Regions from separate parts of the Zea mays genome. Here regions 1 and 3 are each linked to region 2. A link is a contact called in public Hi-C data. All regions are on one chromosome and are shown on one strand. The core of a region is the stretch at or near the end of the contact, and the rest is flanking DNA. Distances in the headings are between cores, read along the strand shown.

The links. A called contact is a pair of places that touch in the nucleus more often than the background predicts.
Region 1: a Hi-C map of tassel shows a contact between it and region 2, with 2.5 times the contacts expected there. The contact joins the enhancer-like site here to the promoter of LOC103638768 in region 2. A contact is called at or near these places in 2 of 25 Hi-C or Micro-C datasets (ear and tassel).
Region 3: a contact with region 2 is called in a Hi-C map of leaf mesophyll, with 2.5 times the contacts expected there. The contact joins the promoter of LOC109623449 here to the promoter of LOC103638768 in region 2. A contact is called at or near these places in 6 of 25 Hi-C or Micro-C datasets (bundle sheath, ear, leaf and 2 more).

The regions. Positions count from the first base shown.
Region 1 is chr9:103,860,362-103,864,644 of Zm-B73-REFERENCE-NAM-5.0, forward strand. No RefSeq gene overlaps it. Among protein-coding and RNA genes, the nearest start is that of LOC103638765, 51 kb to the left of the region's middle. Within about 2 kb of position 1,315, at least 18 of the 20 cell types and tissues checked have an H3K27ac peak or open chromatin away from gene starts, as enhancers often do. A contact at or near this core is called in ear and tassel, where this site is marked.
Region 2 is chr9:104,183,899-104,188,225 of Zm-B73-REFERENCE-NAM-5.0, forward strand. LOC103638768 (Stromal processing peptidase chloroplastic) reads left to right here and starts at 1,668. Exons shown (of 25, transcript XM_008661586.3): 1 at 1,668-1,983; 2 at 2,084-2,282; 3 at 3,044-3,273; 4 at 3,643-3,841; 5 at 4,101-4,148. The coding sequence starts at 1,772.
Region 3 is chr9:103,786,336-103,790,589 of Zm-B73-REFERENCE-NAM-5.0, forward strand. It overlaps LOC109623449, which reads left to right and starts at 1,636. Exons shown (of 7, transcript NM_001348467.1): 1 at 1,636-1,938.

The DNA of each region.
Region 1 (4,283 bases), core at 65-2,564, 320 kb before region 2:
TTTTTTTGGATTCTCTGGCTGATTTGGTGACCAGAGATCACGGGGGGATTGGAGAGAATTGAGGAGGAAAATTAAGTTTTTTAGTGTTATGTTTTGATGAAAGAGAGCTTGTTGCGCGTTGCGTATTTTCTAAAGCTCCACTTGAACTAATGAACTCTCCTACCTGAACAGCTAGAGCCTAGAGGGCACCCCTGGAACACTCCTCCCAGATGATCCTTGGTCTTCATACAGGCTGTGTACAAAAGTTTGCAGTGTATTAATTGTAGCCATTTTAGGCGAAGAATCTATCAACGACCCGGGACCTATATATTCATCATCCTCCATTCTGTCAAGGCAGACGACGAGCCATGCATTCTGATGCCCCATGCATAATTCATCAATTGCCGGCCCTAGATTTTTTTTTTCTTTTTCTTTCTCCGATCGATTTCTTTTTTTTCTTCTTTTCCCTCTCTCTGGTCCCTGATGAATACGGCAGCGCACTGGTGCACCTCCGACGTGGCGCGGAGTGCTTGGCGCCATTTGCATGCATGAAATAAGAGCAGGGGTCGGCCGACGACGGCGACACACACAGGACAGGGGCATCTTGTTTCTGTGCCACAAATACAAATACACCTATATAGAAATAAACGGAGTGGTTGGACAAGTGGAGACGGCGAGGAAAGGCGGACCGGACCGGACCGGCCGCTGACACTGCCGCCCCATGATCGCAATCCAAATCCTCTGCAAACGACCAAACCAAGTGACAAACGCAAGTATATATAGTGTGGTAGTGGTAGTAGTAAACTGCTCCATCGCGTCATCATCATCATCATCAGCAGCTGTCGCTTTCGGACCAACTGAGGTTATCTGAAACCTGGGCCGCGCGCGGCCGCGGTGTATGCTCGTGCAGGCGGCAATGGTAAAAAAGAAGAAAAAAAAAGTCCCAGCTGCACTTGTCCCCCCCTTCGGATCGGAGATCGGTCGGCAGAGACGAAAAAATTTAAGAACACTGTCAGAAATACGAGTCACCACCAATAGCGTACTGCGTGCTAGTCATCACGTGTTGGCTGCCTACCTGTTCTTCTCCGGGGAGCATTGCAAGCTAGCCCCTCATCACTGCTTATGCTCTTATCACTCCGATTTTTTTTTTTGTATCTTCTCTGTCGTCTGGACCACACACACGGTGCAGGCACAGACGACTCGCTCACTCTCGTAGCTCATTCTACCTTCACCAACACATTCCAGAAACAAGTGATAAGTGGTGGACGGACTATACGCATGCACGCGTGAGAAAGAAAGCAGGGTGTTTCTTTCTCCTCCTCCTCCTCCTCCTCCGGCCTCTTGCTTTTCGATCGCGCGTGGGCGCACCTGCCGGCCGTTGTTTTCTGCGTTTCCCGAAGGTACGGTGCATGGCGGTCGCGGCTGCAGGTGCGCTTTCCACGTGGCGCCGAGTGCTCGGTGCCGTGCCGTTTGGACAGGCAGACGGCGACGGGAGCATATATCTTGTTTCTAGCTCACCCACCGGCCGATGGAGACGACGACGACGGCCGGCCATAAAGACCGTTTTTCTTATGTGTTCCTCCAGGTAGTAGTAGACAGATCGAGTAGATGCCTTGTCGTTCTCTCGATCTAGACAAATAAAGTGCTCCAATGCAACACGGTGACTGTGGTTAGCTCCTAGCTCGTGTGTTCCGTGTTCTTGGCTGGTTCTTCTTTTTTTTTTCTTTTTGCAAAGACTAAGAGAATATTTGTTCATTCGTGCATGCACGATGGATCAGCAGCCTTCGGACTTTATATTTGTACTAGTAAACATGTCCTGAGCTTTTAATAACGGTCTTAGCGGCATGGCTGATCTTTTTTTTATTTGTTAATTTATGTACGACGATGGTGTAGCCTTCGAACTTTATGTCTGTACTAGCTAGATACGCTATTTACAAAGAATTTTATGGTGTAGTTCTTCCTCGCAAAGAGTTGCTTCCGTAAATTTGAATCTATCTCCAAGCAACTAGAGAGACATCAATAAGTATAGCACAATAGAACTTAGAGAGAGAAGACAAACAAATCACAAACAGTAAGAACATGAGACACAAGTGATTTGTTTCTCAAGGTTCGATTCCACAAAGAACCTACGTTTTCGTTGAGGAGTCCACAAAGGATGGGTCTCTTTCAACTCTTCCCTCTTTCTACGGTCACCAAGACCGATGAGTGTTCTTCTTCTTCGTCAATCATAAAAATCGAAGTCTCTGCAAGACCAACCACAATGATAAGGGGCTCTTGCTAGCTTTACAATGAATGGGAGTCAATACTCCACGCTCAAATGATCACAAGAGGGAGCACACACTTTATTCTCAAGTATTCTCACAGGGCACTATTTGCTCAATGCACATGAGTAGCTATTTTTTGCTTGATCTCTCTTTGTTGGCACTTGTGAGGCTTTGATATGTATGGAAGTGTTGCTCTGGTGTATAAGAGTGAATACCTAGCTCTTGTCTTCAAAGTGCAAAATGGGGTGTATTTACAGCCCCTAATGTCCAATATAGCCATTAGGGCGAAGTGGGAAAAACTGCACGGATTTTAGGCGCACCGGACCTTGAAGAGTGATGGTCCGGTGGTGCACTGGATCTCTGTCAGATTTTTCGGTCAGTAGCCATTCTGACCTTTAAGGAAATAGTTGTTGTGGTCCGACAAGACTGGTGCGCCAAGGCCTCTGAAGCCTAGGAATGGTCTTTCTGCGTAAGAGGTCCTATGTACCACCAGTGCGCTAAGGCCACCAAAGCCTGGGAATGACCTTTCTGCATAAGAGGTCGTGTGTGCCACCGGAGCGCCAAAAGAGAGCAGACAAGTTCAAACTTGGGTATTTCTTCTTTGATTTCACTTGGCTCTTCTTTTGGGCACTTCCATGACTTATACAAACATATTTAGAGACCATCCAACTAGTCTACGTCATGGAATTCGAAAATTTTGATTTCTCTAACTCATATTCACTACAGGAAACGACTAAATTTTCGTAGGCCGATATATTTTCGTCGGCCGGCCCACGAAAATAGAAGGTTATTTTCGTCGGCCTTTGGGACCGACGAAAATGCAGCCTATTTTCGTGGGCCCGGGCATATGTTCGTCGGCAGGCCCACGAAAATAAGGACGCTATTTTCGTCGGCCTAGTAACCGACGAAAATAGTTGTTATTTACGTGGGCCGGGGCTGTGCCGACGACAATACGCCATCTATTTTTGTCGGCTTTAGGGGGGCCGACGAAAATACGACATTTATTTTCGTCGGCCTCAATGCGGCCGACGAAAATAGACGCCCTAAATCACGCGACCGCACCTTCTCTCTCCCTCTCGCTCCTTTCTCTGTTTTGAGCGCCGCCGCACTCCGTCCGTCGCGCGCGCCGTCGCCTGCCCTCGCCGTCCGTCGCGCGCTCGCTCGCCGCCGCACTCGCCTGCCCTCGCCGCCGCACTGCCCGAGGTCTCCTGCCCTCGCGCGCTCGTCGCCCGCGCGCGCTCGCCGCCCGCGTTCGCCGCCCGCCCGCGCGCGCTCGCCGCCCGCGCCTGCACTCGCCTGCCCTCGCCGCCGCACTCTCCTTCCCTCGCCTCCCCTCGTCGTCGCGTGCGCCCGCCTGCCCTCGCCATCGCGCCCCGCCTGCCCTCGCCGTCCGTCGCGCGCGCCCGTCTGTCCACGCCGAGCTCGACTGTCCACACCGTCCGTCGCGTGCGCCCGCCGTCAGTCCACGCCGAGCTCTGTCGCGCGCGCCCGCCGTCCGTCCACGCCGAGCTCCGTCGCGCGCGCCCGCCGTCCGTCCACGACGCCCTCGTTCCCCGCGGTGAGCCTCCCCGTCTCCCTTCTTCCCCCTCTGTCATGTACAGCGAATTCGTCTTTGGCGCTCGCTGCTTTGGTATTCGTCCGTCCGACCTATGCCAAGTGGCTGGGGGAGGGACGTGGCTGCGGCCTGCGACTTGGCGCTAGCTAGCTAGCGGGGCGCGACGGGGAGGAGAGGGCTGCCGCCAGCCAGCCGAGGACCGATGGTTCTTGGACTCCAATCCACACCCAACTACATCATTTCCTTGCTTGCCGAAGTGTGCTACCACATATGTTTGTCTCATGCCACTCGTTGGAGTTTGGTGAGAACAATAGTGTTGTCGTGATTGAGCTTGACATGAGTGGCAAAGAGGTTGGCAGTGAGAGACTTGGCGCTAGCTAGCTAGCGGGACGCGACGGGGAGGAGAGGGCTGCCGCCAGCTAGCCGAGGACCGGCGTCGCGGACCCGTCAGCGCACACGCGGGACTGACGACGAGTCCGGCCGGC
Region 2 (4,327 bases), core at 418-2,917:
CCTCGGGGCCACCGCCGGAGGATATTCTCAACATAGGCGAGGCCAGCAGAGCACCCCACGCATGCGGGGCACGACCGAACCGCCATGCGTGGGGGCCACGCGCCGGTCGACCGCGAAAACCGGCACGACGATTGGTGTGGCCAGTAGCAAGCTGACAGCATGCGCGCGCTGGGTTAGTACGGCGCGCGCTAAGAAGATGCCCTAGTCACGCTATGCTTACGCAGGATACATGTTTTGGCCCCACCTACAGGCTCGCACCCTCCCCTGAGGTGGGCCCCGAGGCCACTGTCGGTACCTCGAGACAGGGGTACCCCCTTCTGTAGTATGAAGACGCTGTACCCGTACGACACCCCCAGGTCACACGAGGAGTAGCGCCCGACCCCACCACATGGGCAGGGCTAGGAGCACCACGTGGCAAGGAAAGATAAGACTCCCCAGGGTGCATTGATAGGTCCGGACCTCCGCGGAAGGACACCGGACCCCTGTACGAATGGGTCCGGAGCTCCCAAGAGGGCATGCTGGGTCCCTCGGGTAAGCCCCAGGTCCCTCCGAGTAAGGACCGGGCCTTGGCAAGGCTGACCAGTCTGTTGGCGAACAGTGCGCCCGTTCCGAGCGGCACACTGTACTCATCATCCCTTCTGCAAGAAGCTTCCCCTGCACGCCGAGGATACAGAGATCTCGGGCGTCAGGACACAAGAAGATTGCCTCGGCAACAAACATTAGTGGCTCCAAGCGCTATATTCTTTATGTCCCTGAGCCCACATGTCGGGGCCCAGCACTTTTGTGCATGCCCCCTTCAGCTATAAAAGGGGAGGCATGCGACGCTACACAGGAGAGTCCTTTAAGATCACACCTAGACTCGCAAGCTCATACAAGCTCACAAGCAATACATCTCATAGTGGAGTAGGGTATTAAGCTCCGGCGGCCCGAACCACTCTAAATCCTTGTGTGTTCTTGAGTTCTTCCCGTTTATTCCAACTGTCAAGCAAAACGCCTAAGCCCCCTCATCTTAGGATTTAGGGTGTGTGCACTCCGCCATCCGGCCGGAGATTTACTCTCTGACAGAATACATTGTTATCTTTTCGACAATAGAGATAAAAGTGAGTATTTAAATTGTTAGGGAAAATTTAATATTTTAGAATAAATATGTATAAAATTTGATGCCGGTCTCTTCTTATGTTATCAAGCACACTATTATAAATAAGAATAGAATCCTGCATAAATTGTCTTATCCAATATTTGCTATGTACAACAAAAAAGTGAAAAAAATATAAATACGTATTTGTATCCGAATTTTATTTTTCATTTAAGAAGTTATATAATAAATTTAAGATTTATCTTTTATAAATCTTAAAAGCTCAATACTAAAGACAAGGATACGATTTTATGTAGCAGTTTCAAGAAAAAATAAAAAATAAATATTTAAATAAGTATCCGTTTTGATGCTACATGACAAGACCCGAAGGATGGCCGGCCACTCATCGGTCATCACATCACAAGTCTGAAATATCTCGGTGGTCACGCTGAACACAATCCTCACTCCAAAAGCGCGCAGAAAACCCCAAGCCCAAACCCAGGCCACGACCACAACCTACAGTACAACTCGGCAGCACCGCCAGCCCGAGCCACGATATTTGCGCTGCGCCTCGCCTCCGCGAAGCAACGCGGACGCCGTGCCTTGCATTTCCCTTTCACAAAACCAAAATCCAAAACAAAGAGGAGAGCGTCCTCCTATCCTCCCCTTCCCCTCCCCCGCGGCCATCTCACCCCGATGGCCTCGGCCCCCTTCCCGCCAGTCGCGGCGTCGGCGGCCTCCGCGCCGCCGCGCCTGGCCCCGCGCCACCCCTTCGCTGCTGCCGCAGCCGCGCGCCGCTCCTCGCTCTCGTTCCGCCCCGCCGCGCGCCGGCCCGTTCTCCCGCTCCGCTCCTCCGCGGTCGCGGCTAACACCCTCCGCTGCACGCACCGCCGCGCCGTCTCATCCAGGCCCGTGCTTCCGACCGTGCCGGTTCCAATTTGTTGGGTCTATCGGTGGGCTCGCGTCGCCCCTCCGCTCGCTCTCATCGCCGTATTGCGTGCCTCGCAGGTCGAGGAGACGCGCGCAAGAACTCGGCGCGGCGCCCGCGTTGGCTGCGTCGACCTGGGGCGTCGGCGAGGAGAAGGGCGGTTGCCTCTCGTGCTTCCCCAAGAGTAGGCGGGGCAGGTCGGGGCTCGCGAGGTTCGCGCCGTGCGCGCTCCCGCACGCGTCGGGACTATCGTTTCGCAGCCGGTTGAGCGGGTCCAAGGTTCGTTCTCATCTGTTGCTTTGGATCGACAGCTGAAGTGAATTGTCAGATTAGGAATCATGATGCCGATTTCCTTAGTTTTGGATTGAGACATTGAGTGCGATAAGGACTAAAGAGGTGCTTAGTGCCTTACTTCCATGGCTACCTTTTCTTTGCTTGCATGCCAATCGTGTGTGATGGATGCAACGGGCATATCGTCAGTTCAGAACAATAAATGCACATATTCGGATTGGAATATCTGTCCTCGGCAGTACAACATTAAGTGGTAGAACCGTGCCTTTTCTTATCATAAAACAAATTAAGGTTCTCCCCATCTCTGGAATCTACAGAAGGAGCAATCACATTTGTTTTTGAATATCTGGTAGCCTAATCGTTCAATGAACATCAAAATTCGAACTTAGTGAGAGGTCTTGTGCAGTAGTACCAAGTATCATATCATTGTAACAAGCATCAATTTGCCAGGATAGTTTTCATATCTCATCAGTATCTTGATGGTGCAGCTCAACCATTCTTGTTGTATTGATAGTGTTATTTAGTTTCTAGGGCTGTCATATGTTCGTTCCAAATTCCGATGCACTTACTCCTGTATTTTTTAGAAAGATTAGAAGGAGTGTTTTTGCTAAAAAATTAAGGAAACAACAAGGTTACATTGTGCTCCAGAATATAATCTGATCTCATGTCCATGTCATCTTTGTGTCCTTTTAAGGGCCCTGTAGAATGTGGACATCCTTTTGCTAAATCAATTCTTTGATAATTTTCAGGTCAAGCCTAGCCATATATTGCACGCCGCTGGACCTGATGAACCACATGTTGCAAGTCCAACATGGTCTGATACTTCCCTTGATACACGTGACATGGATCATGCTATTAGTAAGGAGGAGCTTGAAGATGTTCTCAACACTCCGCTTCCTGAGCATCCGAAGCTAATTCGTGGTCAATTGAAGAATGGACTTCGGTATCTTATCTTACCAAATAAAGTTCCAGCAAACAGGTTAGAAAATCTTTTTTCTGCTCACATCTGTTAGTTTTTATATATGGCAAAGGACTTCCTCTGTACAATTTCACCCTTGATTTCCATACAATGATTGGAACTTTGATGGTTTTCTGTACTTTTTAATTTGATTGGAGTTACTTGAAAGTTGACAACTATGGGTGGAGTCTTTAACATCTGAACTAATGTGAGGTGTTTATTTGATTTGTTGAACATCAGAACTGTGTAATAGTAAATAAATCAAGCGACAAATATTATCCTGATGCCCATTTCATGCTAAATTTCATGCAACTGTGAAGCAACCAAACATTGTTATGATATACGTGTAGAATTTGTATATTATTATGGTTTCATCTAGCTATTTTGCAGGTTTGAGGCTCACATGGAAGTTCATGTTGGATCAATTGATGAGGAGGAGGATGAGCAAGGAATTGCCCATATGATTGAACATGTCGCGTTTCTTGGCAGTAAAAAACGTGAAAAACTTTTGGGGACAGGTGCGAGGTCTAATGCGTATACAGACTTCCACCATACGGTGTTCCATATCCACTCTCCAACTAAAACAAAGGTCTTTACTTTTCTGTCCTTATTTCTTTGTGGAACTTATCAGTGTCTATTTCCAATTTGGAAATAAGCTTATGATAATTTGTATTTGGTGAAGCCCAAATTTGTTTTCTTGTTTAGTTGTCCTTGGAAAAAATCATACGTAAATGGACTGAATGTATTTGTTGACTGTGAAACTATAATTTTTAGAACTTATGATCCTAGTTAGATGTGTTCCATTGTGATATTTAATGTTTACATATAAGCTTGTCTTCTATCTGCAGGAATATGGTGAAGACTTACTCCCTTCTGTGCTGGATGCATTGAATGAGGTAAAGTGTTTCTAAATAGCATTCCTTTTTGGAGCGATCATCTGGAAAATGTCGATTTTAGTCATTTTTATGATTATTTTGAAATCCGCATGTCCAATCAATACGTGGGATTTTAGGTCACCGTTGCCAAGGTGTTTGGAAATCTTTATAACAAATTTTTTATACTGTGTCACAGAATA
Region 3 (4,254 bases), core at 386-2,885, 400 kb before region 2:
ATCATCACTGGAATGCATAAATAGTGTAAGTAGCAGGCATAAAACATAACCATCGATGGCATAAACAAGGATCAGATAGTTCATTACTGGAGGACGATCCCAAGTCTGCCAGATCAAAGGACGCCTCTCAAGACATCAGATCTATCGAAGGTGCTCGTTGGAGGAGGACGCCCTCCGATGCTCCTCATCGGAAGAGATCGTTGTCTTCAGATGCCACACGGACGGTCATCGCATCCATCATCGCTCGCTCCTCGAAAGGTCGTCGCAACCGCCACCGATCGGGCCTCGGAAAGTCGCGGTCGCCGCCACCGCTCGCGCCTCAGGCAGTCACGGCCGCCGCTCGCCGATGTCGCTTGGGAGCGCCGATGTCGCTTGGGACCGCCGCTCACGTCTCGCGCCGCAGGAAGTCGTCGTCGACGTCCGGCCGTCGCTCGCCACCACTCGCACCTCACGCGGTTACAACCACCTCCAAACCCCTAAACCCTAATCCCTATAGGTCTGGATCTTTTTATAAACACCCGAACCTAGTTCGGCTCAACCGGATGTCACGTATGACTTAGGTTTACATTAGATATTGAAAGTTCTAGGCTTATATTATATAAACTATATATATCATCTAAGGCCAAGCTTCATTTAGACTCAACCAATCAGCCAAACGCCTCACCAAGCGAACCAATCAGCCCACAAAATTATATTTTTGAATTTGAAACCGAAATCCATAAAAAACGGACCGAAATTCGCATCTCGTTCTGCAGCAAAAACAGAAAAGTTCACAGAAATTCGGGAAATCTTTAATCTTCACCGAAATTCGGTGATTTCCCGGCGAGAAACGAATCCGTCTGTGGCCTCGTCGTGCTTGAATCCTTCCTTGGTCGACGTGACCTCGCACCATCCACTGACCGGCGGTCCACACGTGATGACCCTGCTGAGCAGCAAAATTCAACGCCCAACCTACAACCTGTCGCACTTCATTCCCTTCCATGTTATTTTAATTCGAGGGAGCGCTCTCCGCGGTTGCCACGCGCCCACGCCACGCGGTGCACTTCATTCCTGTGGACACAGACAGACACATGCACATCGCTCCGCTGTGTTTCGAAACGGCGTGAGAGTACCTCCAGCTGTCCCTATTCCAATATTCAAGATCTCCAGCGGTTCGTGATATCTCGTTTATCTCACGAGCCGGTTCGTTAACAAACCGATCTAGCTCGTTAACCAACCAAAATAGATTTATAACTCAGCTCATAAAAAATTTAAACAAGTCGATCCAAATCGAACTGAACTGATCACGAACCAAAGCCATAAACATTTAGTCCGGCGCGCAGGCGGCGCTTCTCCGCAACCTTTTCCTCTGTTCTATAGTACTACAACTATAGACGCACGCGCGTACAACAATGAACGTTTTTCTCTCCTTGTGCTCCCACAAGTCGCAGAAGGTAACGTCACCCGTTACGAGAGTGAGTGCCCGCGGCCGGCAGCCGCCGCCGCCGTGCCTGTGCGTGCGGTTGCGCTCGGCCATTGAGAAAGCGAAGGGCGAACGAAGGCGCGGGGCAGCTCCGCAGGCCGCAGCTGAGGGGGAGGGGATCCGCGACGTGGACATGCTGCTCGGGCCTCGGTGGTCACTCGAACTGGATCGCTGTGTCCACCTCTGATCTCTTCATCCTCGGGTCGGGACTCCTCTGTCTCCTTGCCCTGTCCCCAAACAACCTCTGAATAAAGGGTAACTACCATTACGCCATTCGCATAAAAAAAACTGAGCCTGCCCGCCCGCCCGCGCGCTCCGCTCCGTGAACTATATCTATCTATCACCTGCTGCTCCAAGGAGGCGGACAGAGGCAGGCAGGAAGGCACTCACTTCTCCAGGAGCCCGGAGTCGGCAGCAAGAGAGAATGGCCGCCGACGCCGCCGCCGCCGCCACCCTTCGTACTGCTCTCTCCCAAGGTGCGCCCACACACCCGCTTCGCCATCCCCACCGCCGACTCCTTGGCTTGTTTTCTCCGACTCCGATCCTACCTACCTAGCTAGTTATTATAGCCTTATAGCTTGTCGACCTCATAAATCTCTCCACGTAGTTCTTTGGATGGGTCGTCCGTCGTCGTCGCTAAGATAGGAATAGGAGGATTAAGAACCTCTCCGCTCGGTCAGGTTGAGCTTGGCAGGCTAGAACTAGAAGCTTGTGCCCTCGCAATTTTTTATTTTTTTAGCTTTCTTTCTGCCAGCGCAGATCTCCAGGGACTATAGTACGTTATCGTTTTGGTTTTGGAGGCTGGTTGTTGACCATTACCCGTCCCAGCAACCAGTGTACCATATCTAGCTGTTCAACGCATCTGACTCCGAGGCCGACTACATCGGTTCAGCTGAAGTTTACCCTGAATACCGTTTTATTCTGTAGATTGTATTATTCGCAGAATAAAGTTTAAATATAGATATAGATATAGATATAGATATGGATAAGCTACTGAAGATAGTCTGACTATAACATTTTAGTACTAGTTCTTCGAAAAACAAAGTATTGTCTGTTTCTTCGGATAGTTGGGGAGTATCGGATATAACACGAAGGTCAGGAACCATGGATGCACCCATGATTGCATAAAAGTTCTTTTTTTTACGGTTTCAGAAGCATGTTTAGGTTCTTTCACCTCTGGGTTGGAGTATGACGGCTTCAAATGCTACACCAAAGTCGCGGAGGGGACCATTTTTTAGTTCCTGATCGGGTATAGTTGGATACTTCATGAATAAGTGGTTGGGTCGTAGCTAGGCCAGGCATTGAAAGCTGGCCGACATGTTTTTGAGAATTATTATATTCAAAATGGACCGGGTTGAATCTCACACATGTTTGGGAGCTAAAGGTGAGTATATGGCTGAGTTGGGCTATGGAAGGGCATTATCAGTGGCGGAGCGCTCGGTATGCCGAGCTATGATGCTCGCCATACCTTACTCCATCCTCCATCGTGAGGAACCGGTGCTTCAGGCTCAGACAGTAGTGGACAGAGAACACCAAGGTCGAGAGTGAGATGGCAAGGCGAAGCTGTCGATGAAGCGCGTCTCCTCACTCTTCCATGGCGTCGTCCGCTGACCTCCTCTTCATGCCCTTCTAGTGCGAGCACTCGTCGATTTACTGCCTTAGTGCCTTGCACTCAAGGCCTTTATGTCCAACTCACCCCACCTCCCATCCGATGTCTCACTCTTCATATCCTTGCCACAGACGCGCCACAAGTCTCCATCGACAGTTCTGCACTCACACTGCTCTATAGCCTAGACCCATAGCGCTCATGCCTCGCGCCCCACCCTACCTCAAAGTCGTGCGCAGCTCCGCAACCCTACACGACGACGCCTGCATTACCTGGCATCTACAGTTCTCCACTGCCATACCTTGCTTTTCATTTCCATACCTCGCTTTTCATTTGTGCTCCGTCACTGGTCTGTCTGATTTGATGACTACATTTAGACTTGTTTGGATCCTTATTTGAAGTAATTTTTTTAGATAATACTCCATCCATCCTAAAATAAAAATTCGTTTTTACCTTTTTAGTTGATTTATACGATAATTAATATATTTGTTTTACTCTCTAGATTCATTATCATCCATTTAAACATAGATATAAAAATAAAAAAACTAAAATGATTAATATTTTGAGACGGACCGATTGTTCCGGCTTCAACCCCATCGAAGACAAGGTATCAGTCGCAAATTATTGGAGAGAAATATCCGTGGTTATAAATTCACTCGCAAAAGCTATAGGACATTATGACAGAGTTTGGCATCATTGACCAATCCTAAAAAAACGATGACCGTCAATAGGAGTCAAAAAAAATTGCATAGCTACTGTCCTACTGACTCCAAGTTTTGGCAAGCTAAAATCTGCATCTCCTGTTGACCAATAAGTCACTGCAATCGTGCCCAGAGCCTTAGCCACTATGTCCCCTGAATACAACCTGCATGAAAGTTTTTAGTCGACATTTCTAAAAAATAATGTAATTTCTTGATAGCAGTACGGCCCAACATAACGTAGAAGCACCTATCAACAACTTTAGCATATTATATCGCTCTGCTAGCACACTTTAATGGTTACAATACATCATTTAAATTCTTTGGCAGTTGAGTTCCAAATGTAAAAAACACGCCAAAGAAATCTTACAAAATAACATTAAAAAATATGTGTTGAATGGTTTCCACGTGGCGAAAAACAACATATTTTTACCATCAAGTCAATTCCTTCTCGCTAGGTTATCCACTGTGAGGACAACAGTTTTAAA